Linked DNA regions of Pan troglodytes: region 2 is linked to region 1. A link is a contact called in public HiChIP or PLAC-seq data. All regions are on one chromosome and are shown on one strand. The core of a region is the stretch at or near the end of the contact, and the rest is flanking DNA. Distances in the headings are between cores, read along the strand shown. Region 1 holds the start of ATP7A (ATPase copper transporting alpha). Region 2 holds the start of PGK1 (phosphoglycerate kinase 1).

What was found. HiChIP or PLAC-seq counts read pairs in DNA pulled down with a chosen protein or histone mark.
Region 2: an H3K4me3 HiChIP or PLAC-seq map of stem cell-derived excitatory neurons shows a contact between it and region 1, with 3 times the contacts expected there. The contact joins the promoter of PGK1 here to the promoter of ATP7A in region 1. A contact is called at or near these places in 2 of 7 Hi-C or Micro-C datasets (induced pluripotent stem cells and stem cell-derived neural progenitor cells) and 1 of 1 datasets of contacts at active chromatin or transcription factors (stem cell-derived excitatory neurons).

What each region holds. Positions count from the first base shown.
Region 1 is chrX:75,690,584-75,694,785 of NHGRI_mPanTro3-v2.0_pri, reverse strand. ATP7A (ATPase copper transporting alpha) reads right to left here and starts at 1,610. Exons shown (of 24, transcript XM_016943572.4): 1 at 1,381-1,610.
Region 2 is chrX:75,883,536-75,887,580 of NHGRI_mPanTro3-v2.0_pri, reverse strand. It overlaps PGK1 (phosphoglycerate kinase 1), which reads right to left and starts at 1,928. Exons shown (of 11, transcript NM_001135738.1): 1 at 1,779-1,928. The coding sequence starts at 1,843.

The DNA.
Region 1 (4,202 bases), core at 361-2,860:
ATGTTTAGGTAATCGTGTATCTTTCTTTCCTACTACATTGAGACCCTCAAGTACAAAAAAAAACTCTCTCATGTCATGACCTTAGACACCAGAAAATGTTAAATATAATAAAATGCCAGTTCAAAAATAACCATTGAAAAGGATGTGATAAGCAACCTAGTAATTCAGTCAGTGGGGCTGCTAGAAACCATTGTCTTCATAGCTGAATTCAACTGACTCAATTCGGACTCAATTGTATGTAAACTGTTTATTTTTTTTTCTTCTTCTTTTTTGGAGACAGTTTCGCTCTTGTAGCCCAGGCTGGAGTGCAGTGGCACGATCTCGGCTCACTGCAACGTCCGCCTCCCAGGTTCAAGCGATCCTCCTGCCTCAGTCTCCCGAGTAACTGCGATTACAGGCGCCCGCCACCACGCCCAGCTAATTTTTGTATTTTTAGTAAAGACAGGGTTTCGCCATGATGGCCAGGCTGGTCTCGATCTCCTGACCTCAGGTGATCCACCCTCCTCGGCCTCCCAAAGTGTTGGTATTACAGGCGTGTCAGACACCGCGCCCAGCCTACTGTAAGTAAACTCTTTTGAGGCCAGGAACTCTGTCTTATTTCTTGTGCATCACCCCCTCCCTGCTCCCCGCCCCGCACCCGGCAAAAAAAAAAAAAAATTAATAACCTCAGTATCATCTAATTCAATGTTCTGCACATATTCTCAATACAAAGCCATACTATTGTAGATAAAGAGTCTATGATTAAAATAAAGATCAGATCCTGGACAAACGCTGAATTGTGAAACATAAGTGTTTGTGCTTAAGATAATCTCAACGTCTACAACGAAGAAAAGTGTCAAAGATAAGATGCCACAGGGTCGGACAATGGACAGTAACTTTACTGGAAAGGGGGCACAATGAACAAAACTAAGTGGAAACAAGAGTTCTCTCAGTTTACCTTACGCTCCCAGAGCAAGACAAGAAGCCAAATATCTATTTTTCAATTATTATTTCATCAATTATGGTCATTTTAGTAACCTTAGCTTCCAAAGTATAAAGAGGTGTCACTAAGCAAAGACCCCAGTCCATGTGACTTTCAATGCCAAACACAAACTTTCTTGTACCCTCAATTAATTGGGTAACGTAGGCCATGGATGATCAGGACACTCTCTCCAAGAGGGTACAAGAAAGTGACACAGGTCAGGATTTAATTTCCCCTCCTCTATCCCCTGTTAGGGGAGGTAAAACATAAATGTAGTTAATACCTGAATTGTGAATAAGTGAGACTTTCGAGACTGCCCCAGACTAACATGACCTTCTCACCACACTCGTAGTACAAACTGACAGCACAGAAGACCCCCTCCAGGAGAAAGGACGACGGGAAGCCAATGTAGGACTTACCTGGTTTCTCTATCCTATGGTTAAACCTCTGGAGCTACGCAGACCGTGGCAGCGATAAATCCACGTACGCAGGCTCCAACAAAGCTCACACAATCGGAGAAGTCACAGTAGCTGCGGCTGCGGCGGCGGCAGCAACAACTCCTCCCTCTGCTTCTCTTTTCCCACCCCCTGCCGCGGCGGCCTGCCGCGGCGGCCAGCCGCCTTTACCCCTCCCTCCCTCGACTACCCCCACTTCCGGGTGATGCCCCTGCCGGAAGCAGGGCCGCCACGGGAAAGAGAGCGACTGGTCACGTGAAAAGGAACGCGTGGTCTACAGCCAGCTTCTCCTGCCCCCTGCTGCCCCCGGGCCGACACGCAGCCTCGGGTGGGTCTTTGTTAGGGTACGAGTCCACTATCCCACCCCGCCCCCACGACAAAAACGAAACCAGAAAACCCATACTAAAACAGTGCCTTTGTCATCTTTAGTTTCCTAACTTCAGGCCAAGATGTAACATAAAAGATCCTTATAAGTCATCTTCCACATAGTTCATCTTTGCCCAGCATGAAATTCACGTGCATCTGTTAGACTGTGTTAACTGCCAAGATGTAACATAAAAGCTCCTTGTAAGTCATCTTCCACATAGTTCATCTTCGCCCAGCATGAAATTCACGTGCATCTGTTAGACTGTGTTAACTTGCTTCCCGTAGACTGTGTAGCCTAATTCCAGATGTAAGTGCCAGAACTATGAATTTATCCTCTTCCCTCCATTGAAAAATTACATCAAGAGGAAAATGTTTATAAATTCATAATTTTTATATGTGTGTTGAGGGGGTAGGGACGTCACTTCACCACCTTCATAGCGCCATTCCAAGCTCTGAACCACTCCCCCATTTATTCATTCACTCGTCCATCATTTTACACACCTAGAAGATTCCGGTGATGCAAAAGTGTTACAGTCTCTGTTACCATGAGTTCATTTAGAAATGAGATGCATAAAATGTAAACAATGCAATAAATGGTACAGAAAACATTTGAAAAAAGGGTCATTTTATTCTTGCTTTCCAATTTAACATTTTGAAAAGCAGCAAAATTCTAGGATTTTTAAAACTATGAACATTAACAGTAAAAAGAGGGAGAGGCTCCATCTCACTTATTTCAAAGCAAGATGTGGCCTTTTCATATTTCCTTTCATGAAGTATCTGTCATAAGATGTAGAACAAAACTAATCACAGGACTATTTGTATTTTCATCTGGAACCATTTGAACCCAGTTCCCACAGAAGAGTATGAAGCCTAATAATGTTGCAGAAATCAAAATAGTACACAAAATACAAATATCAAGTAAATATTTGTAAAAGACTTAGAACAGCGTCCGGCACAAAGTAAGCATATTTAAGTGTTGAAATAATTTCCATCCTAGCTGTTGTCAAGTCCCTATTAAGCCTTGACAGGCAACATTTAAAATTACCCATAGATCTACATTTTAGGTCTGTGATTAAGTATTTCAGAATTATTCTCCCCCTCCACACTCATCCACATAAATATAAAATTAGCCTCAGGACTCATCTTCCCAGGCATTATTTTGTAGTTGTCAATGTGTGCAGCCTTAATTATTAAGATACAAACTCAGCCCCAAATTTAAACTTAAAAATCACATCATATGAAATGAAGATAGCTTTTAAGTGGGTTTCCAAATATTAGCAAGTTGGTTTGTAACTATATTAACATTGTGTTAAGCATCCAAAAGAAATTCACTAAAAGGCAAAACCAAAAATATATCTTTTTCAGAAGCAGAACATTGAATCTACTAGCTATCTAGTATTTTTATGTAAATATTAAAGTTTATCACTATGAGCTGCAAGATCCTCTGCCAACCATGTACATTCTTAGGCACTCTAATATTTAACATAAAAACCTAGAGAGCTATATATATATTTTGTTGTTGTTGTTTGGTTTTGAGAGTCTTGCTGTCACCCAGGCTGGAGTGCAGAAGTGTGATCATAGGTCCTCGTAACCTTAAACTCCGGGGCTAAAGCGATCCTTGCACCTCAGCCTCCCAAGTAGTTGGATCTATGGGCACACACCACCACACCTGGCTAATTTTTATTTTTTGTGTGTGTGGAGATGGGAGTCTCCCTTTGTTGCCCAGGCTGGTCTCGAACTCTTGGCCTCAAATGATCCTCCCACCTCAGCTGCCCAAAGTGCTGGGATTACAGATATGAGCCACCAGGCCCAGCCTAAAACTCTTGTCTTTAAATGCATCATCCCTAATCCTCCTTACCAATGCACAAGCATAGAAGGGAATGTCTTCAAGAAATAATCAGGTTTGCTGGGGGTTGAGCAGACAGCAGGTGTCCCTAAAATGCTTACGAAGTGTATTAATAACCCCAGTGACATTAAGCCAGGAGGATGGGAACTCAACATCTGTACCTCTACAACTACCACAGTACCCGTGTCTAGGTAAGTTAAAATGAATCTAAAATAACAGAACACAGGTGCTACAATAATTCTGTCCTAGAGTGAAATTAAGAATGGGATTTATGAGGTTGGGCACCGTGGCTCACGACTGTAATCCCAGCACTTTGGGAGGCCGAGGCAGGTGGATCGCCTGAGGTCAGGAGTTCGAGACCAGCCTGGCCAACATGACAAAACCCTGTCTCTACTAAAAATATAAAAATTAACCAGGTGTGATGGTGGGCGCCTGTAATTCCAGCTACTTGGGAGGCCGAGGCAGAATCCCTTGAACCCAGGAGGCGGAGGTTGCAGTAAGCCAAAATCACACCACTGCACTCCAGCCTGGATGACAGAGCAAAACTCGGTCTCAAAAAAAAAAAAAAAGAATG
Region 2 (4,045 bases), core at 679-3,178, 190 kb before region 1:
CAAGGCTTTGGGTTAGTGTGTGCTAAATGAAACTTTATTAGGTCCAGAGGGAGAAAAGTTAAGCAGCTCCTCCAATCCCGCCCCCAGCTAGCTTCCTCAAGCCAGTTTCCCTAGAGAGAGAAGAAATAAAGCCCAAGACTGCAATTATAGGAAGGTTATCAGCATAATGTCCCACTCCTTGTCTTTTAGTTGGTCCATGCATCTGGAAGAATCAGCCTCGAACACAGGGGAGATGCAAGGAACTAATTAAAACCTAAAAGCTAGTTGCATGCCAATGTCCACCTGTCCTGTTTTTTACAGGGTCTATCCCCTTTTTTTAGGATTGTATGAGGGCCAGAAAGGGCACTCCTCTAGTACTAACATGGCTATGACTCCTACTTTGTCCAGATTACAAAGGCCTATGTCATTTGGGGAAATGTGGAAACCAGGTATTTTTCATGGACATAAATTATTGGGTTCTTCTATCTCCATAGCAGGGCAGCGGTTACCTGCAAAAATATTGACCAAAGTGAAATTAGAGAGAAGAGGAGAGCTACATGTCCTTTTAGGGTACCCATACAGTTCCCTAACTCAAACGTGTCCTCATATGTTTAAAGTTAGAGTAAAGGGAGATCTCCTACTGACTTACGTGTCTGTTAATATCCAACACAAACCCTCATTTGAACCAGCCCAAATTGGAAAAGGGGCTAGATTACACCAGCCAAATACGTACCCATCAATCAACCACTTCCCTAAAAGGTCAAGGTTGCAAAATGCTATCAACAGAAACCTTTATGACCCCTCAAAAACACCACTCTTGGATCCTGTTAAGGTATATAAACAGTCAAGTCCATCAGTTACATACCGACTCATCCTCCTGCACCTTGCTCCTGGTATGCACAAATATACCACACGTGACAAAAAGGATAAATGTAAAAGCTCCCCACTCTACCAACAATTCTGGCAGATGAGAGAAGCCGTGTTGGCAAGTGACTAGAGATCCACATGCGCAGAGTAAGAGACCCAAAGTGCACGAGGAAACTTCCCCCAATTTTAAAATTCTACTTTTCTAGCCACACGTGGGGATGAGATTGGAGGCCAGCAAGTATGAGCAGCCACACCCTGCTCTACCATTACCTAGTATGTCACAATCCTGATGCAAATCCTGTGCCCAAGAGTCCAACGATACCGCGCTGCAGGGCAGCAGACGCCTGTTACGTAAGCTCTGCAGGGCCTCCTCCAGTGCGCCCCGCCCTACCCTCCCACCCCAATTCTTTAGTGGCGGGGGGCGGGGGGGTCTACTCCTGAACAGTTAAATCAACATCCTCTTGGAAAAATATCCTTTTGTGCAGGAACCTGTGAGATGTGGGCCGCTTCTCATTTGGCTGCGACGGTCTAGGAGCGTGGGGGAAGGGAAAGTAAAATGACCTTTCAAGGTCCCTTCCTTGAAGCCTAGAGATTTGCAGGATAAGCATTAAGTCCCATCTCGCCGACTGGGAGCTGGAGGCAACGGAACTGCATTTCACCAATAGGAAAAAGGACAAAATGGGTCCCAGCGGCAATCTCAGCCCTTCCTCAGTGGGATCCATCCCCGAAGGGTGACTTCGGCTGCTTTCTGGGCTGGGGAAAATGCGGCTAGAAACCACCAAACCCGTGAGCAGCCTCGCCCTCCAAGCCTAGGACCCCTGGGGCCCAGCCAAAAGCTAAAAGCAACTTAGAGCAGACGAGAGAACAAGTCGGTTCCGGCCAGAGGTTTGCGACAGAGCACAGAGAGCACGCGGGCAAACGTGCAGAATTACCTCATAACGACCCGCTTCCCTTTAACGTCCAGCTTGTCCAGCGTCAGCTTGTTAGAAAGCGACATTTTGGAAATACAGCTGGGGAGAGAGGTCGGTGATTCGGTCAACGAGGGAGCCGACTGCTGACGTCCGCTCCGGAGGCTTGCAGAATGCCGAACACCGCGCGGGCAGGAACAGGGGCCACACTACCGCCCCACACCCCGCCTCCCGCACCGCCCCTTCCCGGCCGCTGCTCCCGGCGCGCCCTGCTGAGCAGCCGCTATTGGCCACAGCCCATCGCGGTCGGCGCGCTGCCATTGCTCCTTGGCGCTGTCCGTCTGCGAGGGTACTAGTGAGACGTGCGGCTTCCGTTTGTCACGTCCGGCACGCCGCGAACCGCAAGGAACCTTCCCGACTTAGGGGCGGAGCAGGAAGCGTCGCCGGGGGGCCCACAAGGGTAGCGGCGAAGATCCGGGTGACGCTGCGAACGGACGTGAAGAATGTGCGAGACCCAAGGTCGGCGCCGCTGCGTTTCCCGGAACCACGCCCAGAGCAGCCGCATCCCTGCGCAAACCCAGGGCTGCCTTGGAAAAGGCGCAACCCCAACCCCGTGGAATTCGAGGCTGCCCTACCAGGATCAATGCAAATGCCACCTCCTTTTGGAAAATCCTGGTTTCCTAGCTCCCTTCATGGAATTCTGCTTCTTAAGGCTTACTTAGTAATAGAGACCTCTCAGAAGTTGGAAAAGGCCCAGGTCCACTCTGGCCCCCACCTTTTTTAAAATAAAAAATGCAATGTAATTTTTCTGGTTATGGCATGATTGATGCTAATGGCAAACACATGGCATTTTTCATATATTAACCAACGCTCACAAAACGCAGTAGTGACTACTATTATCCTCATTAGGCAAATGAAATAACTGATGCACAGAGAAGTTTAGTGGGCCAGGCGCGGTGGCTCACGCCTTTAATCCCGGCACTTTGGGAGGCCAAGGCCGGCAGATTGCTTGAGCCCGGTGGTTCGAGACCAGCCTGAGCAACATAGCAAAACCCCATCTCTACTAAAAATACAAAAAATTAGCTAGACGTGGTGGCGGGCACCTGTAGTCCCGTTACCCGTGGAGGGTGTCCAAGTTCTTAGCGTCTTGAACTAAGAACTGGACGAAATGCACCAAGCAAAGAAAGAATGAAGCAATAAAAGCAGAGATGTATTGAAAACGAAAGTGTAACCGCCCAATGGGTTCACCTTGTCCGCTGCCTAGACAGAGCTGATTTATGAAGACGGGAATTGCAATGGCGAAAGAATAATTCACGCTGATCGCTGTGCGGGAGACCAGTTTCATTATCACTCAAATCAGTCTCCCTGAGCATTCTGGAATCAGAGTTTTTAAGGATAATTTGGCAGGTATGGGTTCGGAAAGTGGGGAGTGCTAGTTGGTCGGGATGAAGATTAAATCACGGGGTCGAAGTGAGTTCTTGCGAGTTCTTCCTGGGTGGGATCGTGGAGCTAGTTGAGCCAGATTATCAGTCTGGGTGGTGTCCTCTGCTGCATGAGAATGCAGGGTCTGCAAAATATCTCAAGCCCTGATCTTAGGATTTGCAATGGTGATGTTATTCCCAGAAGCAATTTGGGGAGGTTCAGATTCTTGCAGCCGGAGGCTGCATGGCCCCTAAACTGTAATTTATAATCTTGTAGCTAATTTGTTACACCTACAAAGAAAGGCAGACTGGTCCCAGCAAGAAGGGGAAAGGGCTGTTATCAATTTTGTCTCAGAGTTTACACTATAAATTCTTTCCCAAGGCTAGTTTGGCCTATACCCAGGAATGAACAAAGACATTTTAGAAGTTAGAAGGAAGATAGGGTAGGTTAGGTCTGATCTCTTTCACTGTCATAATTTCCTCAGTTATGATTTTTGCAAAGGCGGTTTCAAAAGTATACTCCACAAGGTGAGAGCAGGCCTGAGCAAGCAGCTCAAGAGCTTGGTTACAGAATTTTCTGGGGTTTAAATACCCGCTAGAGGTTTCCCATTAGCCACTTGGTGTATACCCCATGCAAATGAAGTAGTGGTCCATGGTCAGTCTGATTGGTTGCAGAAAGTGACCAATCAGAGGCTGAAGTGAAGTTACAAAGTTACACTCCTATACAAATGAAAACTTGGCCTGCCACCAGCCTGATTGGTTGCAGGAGGGGACCAATCAGAGGTACTTTCAATTTCTCATTCAACTGACTTTTATTCATAGTGCTGGGAAAATATATATACTGACTGAGGAGATATTCTAGTTAACCAA